Regions from separate parts of the Sus scrofa genome. Here regions 2, 3 and 4 are each linked to region 1. The links are chromatin contacts, called in public Hi-C maps. All regions are on one chromosome and are shown on one strand. The core of a region is the stretch at or near the end of the contact, and the rest is flanking DNA. Distances in the headings are between cores, read along the strand shown. Region 1 holds the start of TBX18 (T-box transcription factor TBX18). Region 2 holds the start of CEP162 (centrosomal protein of 162 kDa). Region 3 has its middle 130 kb from the start of CEP162. Region 4 overlaps LOC102157437 (a long non-coding RNA gene).

Region 1 (3,610 bases), core at 475-2,974:
GTCCCAGCAGGCTGAGGATGCTGGCTTCAGACTCCCTAGCCGCGCAGAGCTCGGTGCGCAGACTCCTGACACGTCTGCGGCCCTACCTCCACCGCATCCCCCTGCCCGAGCCCTCTAGGCGGCCCCTTCGCTCTCCCAGGTTCGCCCTCGTCTTCGGGTGGGCTTCAGTAACCGGGTTTAAACTTACATGTAAGGCTATACTACCCGTCTAGGGCGCCGGCGAGTTTGGAGGCCCTCCGGGGTCCGGACAGCTCCAGATCTTTCGCACAGCCTTCTTTTACAAAGGCTAAACAACTCCTCCCAGTCGAGTCTGTTTCTCCAGCTTTTAAAAGTGGGCCTCCAGGGCAGGTTGCTAGGGAGTTGTTTTTGACCCTGAGGTTGCCGGGTCCGCTGGATGGCCAGTACGTGGATACCTCTGAGCACCGCCCTCTCAGGTTCCTGATTTTCTGGGTGCGGTGGAGAAACCGGGAGTTCCTTGGGAGCTACGGTTAAAAGGATCGCAGGGCGAAGCTACTGCCTGAATTATTGTACTGAAAGCTAAGAGCGAAGTCGGAGATAACGGGCATCCTACAGCGTGGAGGTTGAACTGAGCGAGGGAGAGAAACGAAACAATTCTTTGTCGTGTTATTTTATTCTACAAGAGATTTGCTCTATCCATACCACACCTATTTTTTTTGTTGTTGTTAATCCCGACATAAAGTCGAGTTGACACTATAGAACAAACTGAACAAGTAAATGCATGTTTAGTATTATTCAATTAAAAAGCGTTTTTAAATAGTTGTTTTAAAGAAACACTTTGGCTCTTTACATTTAAGCCTGGGAAAAGAAGTAGCAAATTGTCAAGAAAAGTACAAGTACGAAGTTACTTTAAATTGCTGAGACTTTTTTTTTTTAAGCGCAATGGAAATTTTATTGCATCTTAAAACTTATTTCACTTTGTGAAGTTTTTAGGGGTCTTAAAACTAAGTCCTTATCATTACAGACATAAAAATGAAAATCCCAGTTTTAAATTAACTATTATGATGGGCTAAAAGAAATGGAAGGCTCCGGAAAGAGCGTGCTTTTTCTGGCTATCTCATATAAAGGACTAAGCAATAATGTAAAATTTTGTTCTCCTAAATGTAAAGGATTTAAATATATCTTGAATTCTCTCTTCCTTCCCAAGAAAAATCTACGGGGTAAAACTTAAATAAATAAGTTTAATGCCACGCCCCGGAGCAGAGTGGACCCTACTAAATGCAGGAACGTGTACATGAGAAAAGACGGCCTGTTGGCTGTGAGTTCTCCCCACTCCTCAGAAAATTCTGAGTTGTAGCGGTATTAAGTGATAGTGGAGTGGGAAGGAATTTCAGGTGTCTTGAAAGATTCTTGATATTCTAACGTGGGGATCATTTCGGTTTAATGCTGAAGAAAGCTTCGGCCTTCTTCTTCGGCCTTCAGGAGCGTCAGGTCTCGGTGAGGAAAGCTGGAGATTCCCGAGCAGGACTGGGCTGTGGGAGGCAGGGAGACTGGGTTCAGCGCCGGGGCTGGTACTTTCAAGCCAGACGGCGGCGCTTTTCACTTTAGGTTTTTTGCGACCTTGTAAGGAAGTGGGCGCGGGCTGAGCGGAGTCGGCGCCTCCTGATTGGCGAGCCGTCTCGGTGACTGACAGAAGCCCGAACTCCGCCTCCGCCCCTTTATTGACACTAATGAGCAAGTTCTTCCCACCGCTCTCCTGCCTGGAAGTGCTGACAGATCAAGGCAACAAATTTCAATTACAATCCCTAATTTGTGTCCGCAGAGTGTTTTTTACCCATGTTAGTCCTCTCTGGCGCATCAGTCGAGGCAGATCTTGGAGCAGCCGGAGGAGGTGGAGGGGGTGGGAGCGAAGGAGTCCATCAGTGAGGGAGCGCGCGCGAGAGACCAAGGGAAGGAAACTTGGAGGGCGCGTTGCTGGTTCCTCGGATCCCAGCACCAGCGCGAAAGAGGAAACGCCAAATTTGTTTTTGCCCGCGGCGGGGCAGGGGGCAGATCTCGGTCTGCGGGAGGCCCTGAGAGTCGTTCAGATTTTGGTCGGGGAAGGAAAGCGAGTGTGTGCGTGTGCCTGTGTGTGTGTATATGAGCGAGCGGCGGGCGCCGGGCGGCGGGAATGGCCGAGAAGCGGAGGGGTTCGCCATGCAGCATGCTAAGCCTTAAGGCGCACGCCTTCTCCGTGGAGGCATTGATCGGCGCGGAGAAGCAGCAACAGCTTCAGAAGAAGCGACGAAAGCTGGGCACGGAAGAGGTGGCTGGGGCCTTAGATGACGGAGGCTGCAGCCGTGGCGGCGGCGCGAGCGAAAAAGGCTCTTCTGAGGGGGATGAAGGTACTGCGCTCCAGCCGCCGGCGGGGGCGGTGTCCGGGCCCACCCGGAGCTGCGCAGAACTGGAGCGGAGCTGCGGCTCCCGCGGAACCGCGGGTGAGTCGGCCCCTTCCCACCTAACTTCTTCCCCACGCGTACCCTCCCAGTCCCTCCAGCCAGCCCGGCGGCTGAGAACCTGAACTTCTGAGAGTTGTGGGCGTGCGCGCGCGCGCGCGCTCGGTGTCCCTACGTACCCGAGGCAACTCAGCCACTAACGCACTACCGGTGGGTGTCAGGGCGCAAAGCTCGCTGCTGCCTGGGCCGCTCTCGCCTGGCAACTCGAGTCACCCTCCAAACGGTTAAAATGCTGTTTTCAGCCTCGCTTCTCAGGCTGCTGCCCACTTGGAGACTCGCGCCCTCAGCGGCTGCAGTTTGCGGCCCTCCGCGGTACAGATCTGGGCTTTCCGCATCTGCCTCCCCTGGGGTTTCAAACCCGCGGGTGCTCTTTTTTTCTTTCCTAACCATTAAAAGCCTGGGAGTGGGGGGAGCTAAGGCATAACACCTCCTCCTACCGCAAACCGAAACGAATTCCTAAACCGTTTAGGCAAACCGGGAAGAAGACAGCGTTATTTGCAAACGTGGTTTCCCGAGGGGTAGCTGATCGCTTCCCTTCCCTTCCGCTCTGGATTCCCGCTGCCCAGGCGGACAGAGATCGTGGGCTTGTTTTTCGCGCTCTTCTTTTCCCAAGGCTGAGAAGCTCAGGAAGGCTGGAAAGTCTGCCAGGAGCAGTGTCTGAAGAGCTTTCTAGAGGATGCCTCCCGCCGGGCCCAAAACAAGGCGCTTTGGATGCCTATTGCTAAGGGAGGCCCGGGCGCTTGGGACCAGGGGCCTGGGGCCCGGGAGCAAGGAGCTTTTGCTTCGCGCTCTCCAGGCCTGCACTGGGGATCCGGACTTGGGAACTCATCTCTGGCTCAGTTGGGAAAGCATCCCAGACTCTAGCCGTGGCACAAAACTTATTTGGGGGCCGGCCGTGACCCGTCTGAAGCGAGGAGGGTGGGGTGGGCACGGTCCGCGTGCCTCTGCGACCCAAGAGGGCCCTACTTGAGCGTCGGGCGTAGTTGGTCACTTTGGCTGGCGGAATGGCTGTTTACCCCGGGCCTGTTTGTTATAAGGACCCGACGGCAAGAAAGCTTTCCTTTTCCTCCGGCCTTTTTCCTCTCCCCAGCCGCCCTCGGGTGTAACTGTCTCACCAGGCTTCCCACCTCGAGCCCTCACCCGTTACCCCTCTCTAA
Region 2 (3,610 bases), core at 716-3,215, 430 kb after region 1:
CCTGACGTGTACACAATTGTATCTCTATAAACACTTGCTGAATGAAAGGTTCAGGCTGGACATGATGAGGTCCTTAACTATGTCTGCCAGCAGCAATGCTTTTGAGAAATAAAATATTGCCTGCCATATCAGTAAACAAAAAGACGTCAAGGTCTTGTCGAGTGCAGCTACCTCCAAGGGTGAGCTGGGGAGCCCTGAGGGAACTCAGGAAAGAAACAAAGAATACCTGCCATCTAGCAGCCATCAGACTGCAGCCACTCCCAAGGGTGAGCCCTGAGGAAACTCAGGCTGTGAAAACACAGGATATTGGCCCAAGATAGCTGTGGTGCATATCAAAGGAATGATTTCAGTGAACCCAGAACTTACATCTTCGCATACATAGAAAAATGCTAAATTCCTTAAGATAGCTGTTTTCTGTTATTAGCAGTAATCTTTTGTTCCTACTATCTGCCCTTTATTGCAAAACTCTTATAAATCCCAGCTCCTCACCTCACCTCCTTGTGAAACCAAGCATGGCCCTGTGGGGCTCCTGGGCACAAAAGCCTTTCTGTGTCCTCTATTTCTTATTTTTAGGAAATGGGTCTCATTCAGCCTCCAGGCCCTTCCCTGAGTCCCAAGAAGTTCAAACAGTTGCTAATCAGGGAAGGGAGGGGATGAAAAGACAATGGAGGAACTCTCAAGCAACTATACTGCAAACTTGGGGCAGGGTCCTGGTTCCCCCTCAAAGAACACACCTAAGATGTAGGCATCTTGTACACCTGAAAGAAAAGTTTATATTCCTCATGCTCCTTTAGGTAATGAACAGCTTAAAACTGAAGTTTGGAGCCCTTTCCTTGTGCTTCTCCCTCACTTGATTAGGCACCCTGAATACAGTCACCTCTGAGCTAAGATTCTAGCATCTGATGTTTTTCAGGAACTTCTCTAGTTTGTTCTAGTTGCTCATCAGTATAACCCTTTTCATGAGCATTGCTATTCTAGAGAAAATCAAGATGCTATAACCTAGAAGACCACCACCAGGATCATTCTGAGCTCTCCTGACACTAGCTTTGACGATTCCCTCAAAGAAACAAGAATGCATCTTTGCCCAACCCTGATTCTTCCCTGAAATTTTGTTTCTCTCTGTTTAGACTATTAAACGGCCGCAACTGTTCTTCAAGGGAGGGCACAATCTTTAAGGCATTAGCCTGCTATGGCCTCCTTTGCCTGGCAAAGCAATAAAAGCTTTTTTTTTTGTCCTCCTTCACCCCAATCTCTGTCTCCCCCTGCTTTTATTAGGCACCAATGGACAGTGGCTGAGTTTCCCCAACACTTGGAGCAGTTTTCCCAGGGTTACTTGAGATGCTGCCTCCTGGGATTAAGTCCTCAGTTTTGTCCACCAAATAAAACGAAACTCTCAACTTTCAGGTGTACATATTTTTTTTAGTCAATACTTTCAGCTGCTATCCATTTTACTTTAAATATCCTAAATGGGGTCCTGTCAAACTCTAACGGATGTTGTGTTTTTATTTTTATTTTTTCAGAGGAAGAAATAGCAAAAATAAAAAATTCAAGAAAGTAATTGTAAGAGGCCACTATAGAATGGAGGTGGAGGTGGGGGTTGGAGGGGTAGTGGGAAACGACAGAAATGCTCCAATATGGGTTAGGGCTTGGGGGTTTGTGGGCTTAAGGTGTTTCTGTGTATTTTCCAAGTCTTGTCCACTAGATGGTGGAACAGAGTCCCTAGGCTGACAACAGAGTTCTTCCGCAAAGCTTAGAGTGTCCCAACGCCCACACAGAGCTTTGCACGCAAAGGAAATCACTCAATAAGTTAAATTTTTTCTAGGCTTTCGCTTGGAGAGCAGAAAGCTGAAACTACAGGAGAGGGGAAGATTAGGAAGAGGGGAAGAGAAGTGATGAGAAATGCGGAACTACAAGGACCAAGGGAGTTAAACTACATTTCCCAGGAAGCTACGGGTGGGTCAGCCACACTCATCACGCCTGTTCCGGCTCTCGTGACCCCGTCGTGCATCCACTAACCAAGGAGCGCAGAGAGGGCCCAGGAGTCTCTAGCGCTGCAGCAGCGACGACTCCTAACCCGCCAGATTATTCGGCCGAGCCACGGCCACTCCAACCTGCGCTGGCCCAGAGGAAAACACACTAACAGCTCTCAGTTGGCGCCGCAAGCCACGTGACACGTTTGGGTCATGTGACCCTGAAACCTGGCGGCTGAAGTCTGTTACCCCGGCAACTGCTGGGCCCCGGTCGACCTCCGGAAAAGCGCGGAATTCAGAGGCGAAGGTAGGTGAGGCGTGAATGCTACCTTCCAGCTCGGCTGAGTAGGGCCAAGACTGTGCTCAGACCTGCTTCTCAGGGTTTTAGTTTCGGGTCACTCCCCTTCTCCGCCCTGGCTCCCTTGCAGGTGCGTCTTTGTCTTCCCGCTGACTCTGGAACCCGCGCTTCCCGGGGCCGGGGCCGGGGCCCCTTTGGGTGGGATCCGCCTTTAACCCAGAATCTGGGGCCAAGACCTTAACCAGCTCCACTCTGAACTGAACAGAAATGCAAATTAGAGGGAGGGGCTGTTATTGTGCAGGTTGGGCAAAGTATTGTCCAGGTCTACGTAGACCGCCTCTGCCAAAGGAAGCCGAATTTTAGCTGCCTCTAGGAGTTACAACCCAGAAGCTGGCGCAGATCCGAAGTTTGAGTCTTTAGGGAGACGGGGGAGTTAGCGTTGCAAGTCACCGTTTCATAGTTTAATTGACTTTCCCTTCCTCAAAATAACATAACTTGTTTTAATTTGAATACTCCTTTAGCTTTGTTTTATGTGGAGTCAATCTACCTTTTTTTGGGGGGGGGGGCCGCACCTGCGGCATATGTAAGTTCCCTGCCAGGAATGGAATCTCAGCTGCAGCTGGGGCAACTTCGGATCCTTAACTCACTGTGCTGGGGGCGGGAGGGGTAAGGTGGGGGCGGGAGGGGTAAGTGGGGGAGGGGCGCGGTGGGTGGGTAATGGAACCCACTCCTCAGCAGCCACCCTTACCCTTACCCGCTGCAGAGACAAAACTGGATCTTTACCTCCCTGTGCCACAGCGGAACTCTAGGTAGATTCGAAATCTTAATAAGTCAATCCAGAAATATGTATCTGGAAACGTCCCCATATAAGCAAACAGTCTGTTTTACAACTTTTAGTATGAATTGATAGCTAGCTGAATGGTAAGGCAGCACAAACTCTGTCCTGGGCTTTGCAAAAGAGAAGCAGGTCTTTGGGACTTGTTAATTTACACTTTTTAACAGACACACTAATGTGCAAAGATTTAATGTTTTGGAGGCTATTCTAACAATTGGTTGTTAAGAATGAAAATGTAGGTTTGAATCCTAAGTACAAGGCAAACTGTGAAAGCTGATTTTCCACGTCGTTTTATTAATGAACTGGAAATCACTGTACAGCTTCTTAATCAATATCTGTGTATATATGCTAGAGAAATGTCTGAAGTTCAAGTCTGGCTGTTTTTATGATGTGATATGGATTTTCTTAAAGGATATTTATGATCTCTTGCCATTTAGTGTTTCCAACATTGTACATACTTTGGAATGTTTACTTTGGGAAGTGAAAATTATTGATAATGGCCCACTC
Region 3 (3,610 bases), core at 714-3,213, 290 kb after region 1:
ATTTTTTTCCTTATGCAATCACTTCACTTGTGCAACATCAGACCTCGGTTCTCTCTATAGAGTAAACTTCTTTGAGAAATATCCAAATATTTGGGCATTCTGAAATCCCTGGAGTGCAGTATCTTTGAACTTCATTGCATACAGGGACTTTTTCAGAAAGTTATCACAACACAGCAGAAAATAAATAAAAAAGAATAAGTTCAGAAATCAACACTAATCACATTATGAAATAGAAACACTGATTTTCTATCTAGTTTTAGCCAATAAAAACGTGGGAGAACACGATGATGGATATAGGTTACAACCTACACTTTCCTTAGATAACACTAGGATTGCTAAACAGAAATTCTCAGATGCCTGAAATGATCTAGATCTTATTACTTCTCTATTCCCATCCAGGGAGTTACAAAACTACTCCTTGTTTTACGAAATAACACTGTTTGGAAGTCTGAAAGGTTATGTTATTTAACAATCAATGTTTTAGTTAGCTGTGAAATGCCTGTTTGCATTTTCGAGGTCTGGGCTTGATGGTGGATGAAGCGTGAGTTGTGAACTCCGGTGTGAAAAAAATTTCACGGTCACGTTTCAGCCTCCTTCATGTGGCACAGGCATTAATTTATGAAACCACATTTTACTCAAAATCAGGGGGGAAAAAATCCAATTTTTATGAGAGAATAAATTTGCCTTTGGATAACACTCTCTTTCCTGTGATCTGCCTAGGATTGGCTCTCCTGCATCTTCTCTTTTAGCCCGTTTAAAATTTCAAAGCCCCGCAGCCTTTCTGCAGAATCCTGAGGTCCCCTGCCTTACCACACACCTCTATCAGCTCTGCCGCCTTCTCTTCTGCTGTGCGCTGGTCCACGTGCCCCCAGGCATCTTTCAACAATAGTATCAGATTTGCTTGTAGTTCTCAAGTAAATGTTTTCATGGTCTGTCACCTTGATTTTATTAAAGGTGTTGGGACTAAAGCATTAAGCGGGGTTGAAAAAACTCATAAAGGTTCTGAAATGTTTGGAATTTATAATCACCAATCTTGCGCACCCTTATATCAATTGTTTTCACCTGGGGTGTATTTACAATCAGAAGCTAAATAAGACATCACAGATGCTTTCAAGTACGTAGCATTTCATTTTTGTGCCTATGATGCTTAGATTTGGGGCAAGGCAGCTAGATTCAGGTTTGCATTCATCTTAGGTGGCACTTTGCCTTGCTTGCTCTGGTTAGGATCAAGAGTTCTCAGCGTATATGATCTAAGTATAAAAGATCCTCCCAGCTGATGCCAGCCCCGGTTTCACAATTTCTTTAAAAGATTCTATTTCCAGGAAACAGCAGACTAGAATTTTATTTTATTAAATTTGCATTGATTTCCCAGGCTTTTGCAATAAAGAGGTCTTGCTTTAGTCTTACTTGAGTGCTTTGTTATCTTTTAAATAATGTGCACATATATTTCTTTTTTAAAAAAACTGCTCTAATATACATTACTACGTATAAAATAGATAAAACAAGGCCCTACTGCCTACCACAGAGGACTATATTCAAAATCCTGTGATAAACTATAATGGAAAAGAATGTGAAAAATTATGTATTTATCTCTCTGAATCACTTTGCCGTACACCAGAAACTAACAAAACATTGTAAATCAACTATACTACAATTTTTAAAAATTTTTAAAAACTTCTCTAAAATAAAACATTTTAAGATGAATATGCAAATTGTGCACAGAGAGAGACACACCAGTGGGCAATTTCAGAACATAAAAAAAGTAATTCTTTTACTTGCACATTGCCTCTGCTCCCCCCTCCCCCCTTATTTTTTCTTAAAAGAAACATCCCTTGAAAACGGATCGGTTTGGAAGAAATATATACTTTTTAACAACACAGATTCTGAGTCGCTGAGCTAAGTGCAAAATTTAATTAAGCGGCAGGAGCCATCCAGTCCTCACGTGAAGCGCTCGGGGCTGCTGATAGGTGGGCAAAGCAAAACAAGGGTATGTTGCGGGGGCCCCGTGCAATGCGGCTGGATTGTGTGTGGTCCGGGTGGACATTTTTGTCATCCTGTTTGGGAACCAATTCAGGATCTGTTTCTGTTGGCACTTTCCTCCTGTTGTGAATATATTAGTACAGTTCTGAAAGTCTCTGCAGACCTGAAAAGCTGGTAATTTAAGCCCTGCGGCTATGACAGACGGTTCCTCTCCATCAGTTCACGCAAGGGTGATGGGATTTCTCAAAAAGGAAGAGACAGATGTCTCAAAGCGGAAGAACGAGGACTGGCCCAGTGTTAGCAGAGGGTTCTTATCAGCCTTTCAGTTTTTACCATAAATGTTCAAGAATGCCTTATCTCTGGTCTGGAAGTTATGAGAAAACCATGCCTTGTCCTTCTGCTGATTTCTGAGCCACAGCTTGAAAACTGAGATGAGAAACGTGGAGTTTTCCATAGGCCATAAAACTTCAGATCATTGTGTAAGTCCTACTTATGCCTACTCTTATGAACTGGTTTTTGCTCTCTTCATTCTGTTTTCTTTGGTAGAGCTATTTGAAGATTTCATTGTCACCCCATCAGGAGCGCACTAATGTGCAGTTATGTGGAAAGCTTCTCTTTTATTAAATAAACTCACATTTGTACATAACTTTTTCCTTGGCATAAAAATGAAAGAAAAACTATGCAGATATTCGGCTATTTACAAACATGTCTAATGTATTCAATATAAAATCAAAACTTATTTTAAGTGCACTAAAGCTTTCCTTTATATCCTCCAGATCCCTCAAATCCTGGGATCAAGTGAATGCCAACTTTCCTTCCTGTGATGTTTTTGTAGATTTTTACAGATTTGTATGTTGACTCTTTTGTGCTCAAGGATCTATACACTTAGTGGCATAATTCTTTGTGTTTCCAAGAAGGAACAGCAGTGGTAAAAAGCAAATTTTTCCAAAATGCCTAAGTAAACGCAGCATGGAACATTCAGGTATCAGTCCGGGTGGTTCCCTGTATGCTCATTTATGTGAAATTTTGCTCTCATTGAAATTAACTATCCACCTGACACATAAAATGGTACAACCATGACATGAGCCATTCACACTGGCCACATCTGCAAATTTTTTTTTCTCCAAATATTCCACTAATGAAGATGTGATTGTTTCTTTGTGACCCTTAGCACACTCCAAATCCTAGGCAGTGAGCTGCTTCTCTTCTTGACCCTATTGAACCACAGATGTTCTCATTCACACTATCTCTTATCTCATAAGGCTCCACCAGTCAAGGGAAGGCTGCTCCCTCCTCCAGATCCAGGACTGAAAATGAAGCGTAAATCTTACGGGCTAATAAGCGCGGCAGTTACTTCAATAAAATGTTACTTAAAAGTCAATAGGCTGCACATGTTAAAGACATTAGAGCTGTTAACAGACCGTTGTAAAGTAAGCAGAATCTTTAATAACCTGCATGCAACATTGAACTATTTCATTTTCAGCGCAGGGCAGGCTTAGCTCTGGCAAAGAGGTGCCGCATTCATGGTATAAGCCACCCTTGCAGTCTTAGAATTAACAATCCAACAATGATCCAGGAAAAAAATCCTGGGTCTCTGGGAAAGCACGAAACCCAGAGAGCTTCGCCTTAC
Region 4 (3,610 bases), core at 298-2,797, 280 kb before region 1:
TGATAAAAATGCATTCAAGTGGTACAAGCCGCTTAATTAAAAAACAAATACAAACCAACCCACCATTAGCTATGAATTTGAAGCCTTCTTAGAAGAAGTCACTTTTGACTAGAAGATAATTGCAGAGATTTAAACGAGGATGCTCTGCCTGCTGGTGGCACTTCTACTTTGGTTCTTCAACTTGGCAGTTCACCCAGGTGGACTTAGGAAGACATTGGAGTACTGTAATGCTTTAAAAAACATATCCAAATAAAACTCCATCTTGCATACCCTTTCATTGATTTCTAACAGCCCTGTTCTTTACAGAACAACAGCCGGGAAAATAATTTCTGTATGGAGGAATGATATACTGCCACTCCCCCCCCCAAAACCAAAGTTAAACTTTTTCCCCCGTTTTTCCCCCCAGAGTGTGTGCCTGTGTGCAAGGGTGTCTATCTAATTGGCCACAAGAGGGAATTAAACTAAATAAAATCACTGTCCACGGGGGGCCTCTAAATATGCCTTTTTAATTTGAAAATTTTTGTGGGTTACAGTGTAATTCAAGCTTTTCAAGGTTTATTAGTGCCTAGTTGTTCCCGGGTCTCCCTGAGCTCAGGACTCCCAGTCCGATCCGCCAGCCATGGGTCATAGACAAGCAAAGGCGTCTTTCATGTGCCGAGCGCCCGAAAGTGACATAGCTTCAAAAAGGCCTCCCTCCCATCAAACACATATTAATAAAAGTGACTGAAGGGAGTTGAAGTTGGTAATTTGTGCTGCTGACTTGACACCGTGTTCGTCATTCCGGGTCCTAGGAATTCTGACAATTCACTGCTCAGTCTGGGGACCAGGGGGCTTGATGATAAAGACGTTGCTGGCAGATCAGAGAGTCAGTGCTGGGGACTGGCCGGGGCCGCTGCCGCCGAGTCAAAACACGCCGCTCTGGGTAATTAATTGCTGCGAGAGGAAACGGACCAATGGCGCCTTCTGCTGTGAAACTGTTAATGGAGAACTTATGGAGAGAAAGTCAAGTCCTCCCATCCAAATTGGAATGTGAAAGAAATCTGTTGGAAGGTGATGACAGAAATGAAGTAAAACAGTTGTTTCCTGATCCGCGTGCCAGGTGTGTCTCATACTGTGATAAATAAGATCTGCGTCTTACACTCCAGAAATTGGGGATATTACAAGCGTTTATTATGGGGAGGCACCAAAAAAAAAAAAAAAAAAAGTGCTTGAAATGCTTTGTTTCTCCTGGCACCGAACAGTGAACGGTTACGGCACAAAAGCCTGGAGCTGCTAATTCCTTTGTTTAGGTTCTAGCCAACATGGACTATTAAAAGCTTAGATTCAATTTTATTGTTAAGGTATTTATTAACTGATTATGAAAAGACATTAAAAGACTCATAATTAAGCTACTAAGTGGCTTCTTACCTTGATTAATTCTCCCCTTTTCTTGCACAACAGAAACTGTCCCTGGGTTTTGATGAAACTGTTCACTACCTTGGCTGTTATTTGTTTCAGCTCTCACCTCAGCTCCAGCCAGAGCCTTAAATAAAGGGAATCTGTGAGAGCCAGTGGTCGGGTTACAAGCGTTTCCCCACAGCTATAGCTGTGTGCAGTGCCCTGCAGACTTCTTACTTGTTCAGCGGCTGTTGCTAAAACTTCCATGTGCATTTGTGTGGAAAGGCACACACAAGTGATCAGGGGGTGTGATGTATCCACGTAGCTTATGTGTGGCTCGATCTTGGCTCTCCAAGTTAAAATGATCATTCTGCTCAAATGATTTTCCTTTCTTGTTTTTTTAAAGTTGTAAAGTGCTGTAATGTATTTCAGCAACTGTTTGCTTTCTCTAGAAACTTCAGGAAGAAAATATACAATATTTTTTTCTTAAGGACAAAAGAAATTTTATGAGAAATCACTGGACATCCTGACCATAAATGATAGTCTTTTTAGCTATATAAAATATAATTTTGTAATATATATACGTCTCTTTTGACAATGGAATTTATTTATTAAAACTTGTTTGAAAAGGTTGTTTTAAGTAGCAATAATTAATTCTTGGATAAACCTCGTTGGCTGCAATACTGCCTGTTAAAGCAAGATTTGAAACTAAGAAAATAAAGGAATTGTACTCACTTTGAAAACACAAACTATCTTGTTACTGTCGAATCACATATTTTATTAAAATCTTTGATTTCAGTACCACATCCCCCTGCTACTGTTCAGTCGTTTAAAATTGGTTTAAAAGAAGAGGAAGCCTAATTCTTAAAGAGGCCCCTTAAGCATATTAAGGAAGTTAAAACACACTTAAGTAGAATTGCCTGCCTAACAGGTGTGACTTACAAAATTATAAAATATCAGCTACAGCTATGCTTCTTTTAAGGATCAAGTATAATATTTGTACTCATGTGTATCATCAGGAATTTATAGAATTAGTACTAAAATTTTGAAAGAGATTTCACTTAAAAATAATATGCATATGACCAGTTTAAGGAAATGGGAATTTGGCATCATCTGAATTTTTAAAGTGTTGATTTACTGCTAATTTCAAAAATCTAAAATAAATGCCCACTAAAACTCATGTTCTTACATAGTAGTCTCAGTGTAAATTTATCAAAATAAGAGTTGTTGTTTGCCATTTAAAATCGTCTTCTTTATTTCTTAAAAACATTGAGAATGAACCACTGTTTCCGAAGTAAAAGTAGCTTTTCTTATTTTATTTATAATCAGTAATATTTTAAATAATAATCTTTATGTCATACTTGTTTAGGAAAAATAAGAATTGTTTTATCTGAATTGTTCTCAGTGGGATTAATTTACTGGTCCTTTCCCCCTTCATTAGTGAAAAACATAAAAATAAGATTTCATAGTTACCATGCATCTTGGACATGTAAGAGAAGTCTGCTTCTTTTTCAGTCTTTCAATATTGAATGAATGGGTTTCTTTCACTTATTCACTCACTCACTCACTCGACAAGGACCAAGTCCCTGTCATGGGCACTTTGGGATCCTGAGGACTGATAGGAGCAATAAAGCATAGTTTTTGTCCTGTTGTGAATAGAGGAATGTATAAGAAAAAGAGGACTTGGGGAAAAAAACATGACCCGGTTTCCTGTTTTGTATCTTCATATTTTCAGCAGAGAATCTGAGAATAGCAATCTACATATAATTCATATTTGACTGTGGATGAAACCATCTACCTGATCGTCTCATCTCTCATTCCACTCACCAGTCTCTCGGCCTCTGTTTTCTGTCTCTGTTTGGGCTCCTTTCTCCAACTCTCATGGTACTACTTGCCTCAAGTTCAATCCACCCACAGTCCATAGCCCTTCTGTGGTGGTTCCTGATGTCCATCAAGTGTCAGATTATAGCCTCTTGTTCTCTAGATGGTCTCTTTGGGCAGAAGAAAACACAATGCCCACAGAGCACGTATGGGCTTCTGTGATCTCCCCTGCTGGACTGTATTGGGTTCAGTGTTTATAGAAGGCTTTTAAGCAGAGGAAGCCGCAGAAGAACAATTTCCATGTCCCTTCAGAAAAATCCCTCAGTCCCGGGGTCCAAATGGGAAGAGTGATGGGGCCATGAAGGAGCTTTCTCATTGTAACAGCATCCCCCCTCTCCATCCTGGGTTGTCC

The links. Hi-C and Micro-C count contacts between places; a contact is called where the count stands out from the background.
Region 2: a Hi-C map of fetal skeletal muscle shows a contact between it and region 1, with 2.3 times the contacts expected there. The contact joins the promoter of CEP162 here to the promoter of TBX18 in region 1. A contact is called at or near these places in 2 of 47 Hi-C or Micro-C datasets (embryonic fibroblasts and fetal skeletal muscle) and 1 of 2 datasets of contacts at active chromatin or transcription factors (skeletal muscle).
Region 3: a Hi-C map of heart right ventricle shows a contact between it and region 1, with 4 times the contacts expected there. The contact joins the enhancer-like site here to the promoter of TBX18 in region 1. A contact is called at or near these places in 4 of 47 Hi-C or Micro-C datasets (embryonic fibroblasts, fetal heart ventricle, heart right ventricle and 1 more) and 1 of 2 datasets of contacts at active chromatin or transcription factors (skeletal muscle).
Region 4: a Hi-C map of fetal skeletal muscle shows a contact between it and region 1, with 1.6 times the contacts expected there. The contact joins the enhancer-like site here to the promoter of TBX18 in region 1. A contact is called at or near these places in 5 of 47 Hi-C or Micro-C datasets (embryonic fibroblasts, fetal skeletal muscle, fibroblasts and 2 more) and 1 of 2 datasets of contacts at active chromatin or transcription factors (skeletal muscle).

Annotation. Positions count from the first base shown.
Region 1 is chr1:53,865,574-53,869,183 of Sscrofa11.1, reverse strand. It overlaps TBX18 (T-box transcription factor TBX18), which reads left to right and starts at 1,724. Exons shown (of 8, transcript XM_001926951.4): 1 at 1,724-2,435. The coding sequence starts at 2,129.
Region 2 is chr1:53,440,814-53,444,423 of Sscrofa11.1, reverse strand. It overlaps CEP162 (centrosomal protein of 162 kDa), which reads left to right and starts at 1,965. Exons shown (of 28, transcript XM_013992659.2): 1 at 1,965-2,277; 2 at 3,541-3,610. The coding sequence starts at 3,600.
Region 3 is chr1:53,574,299-53,577,908 of Sscrofa11.1, reverse strand. No RefSeq gene overlaps it. Among named protein-coding and RNA genes, the nearest start is that of CEP162, 130 kb to the right of the region's middle. Within about 2 kb of position 1,963, at least 6 of the 83 cell types and tissues checked have an H3K27ac peak or open chromatin away from gene starts, as enhancers often do.
Region 4 is chr1:54,146,713-54,150,322 of Sscrofa11.1, reverse strand. All of the region lies in intron 4 of LOC102157437 (a long non-coding RNA gene), which reads left to right. Among named protein-coding and RNA genes, the nearest start is that of NT5E, 250 kb to the left of the region's middle. Within about 2 kb of position 1,547, at least 2 of the 83 cell types and tissues checked have an H3K27ac peak or open chromatin away from gene starts, as enhancers often do. A contact at or near this core is called in fetal skeletal muscle, where this site is marked.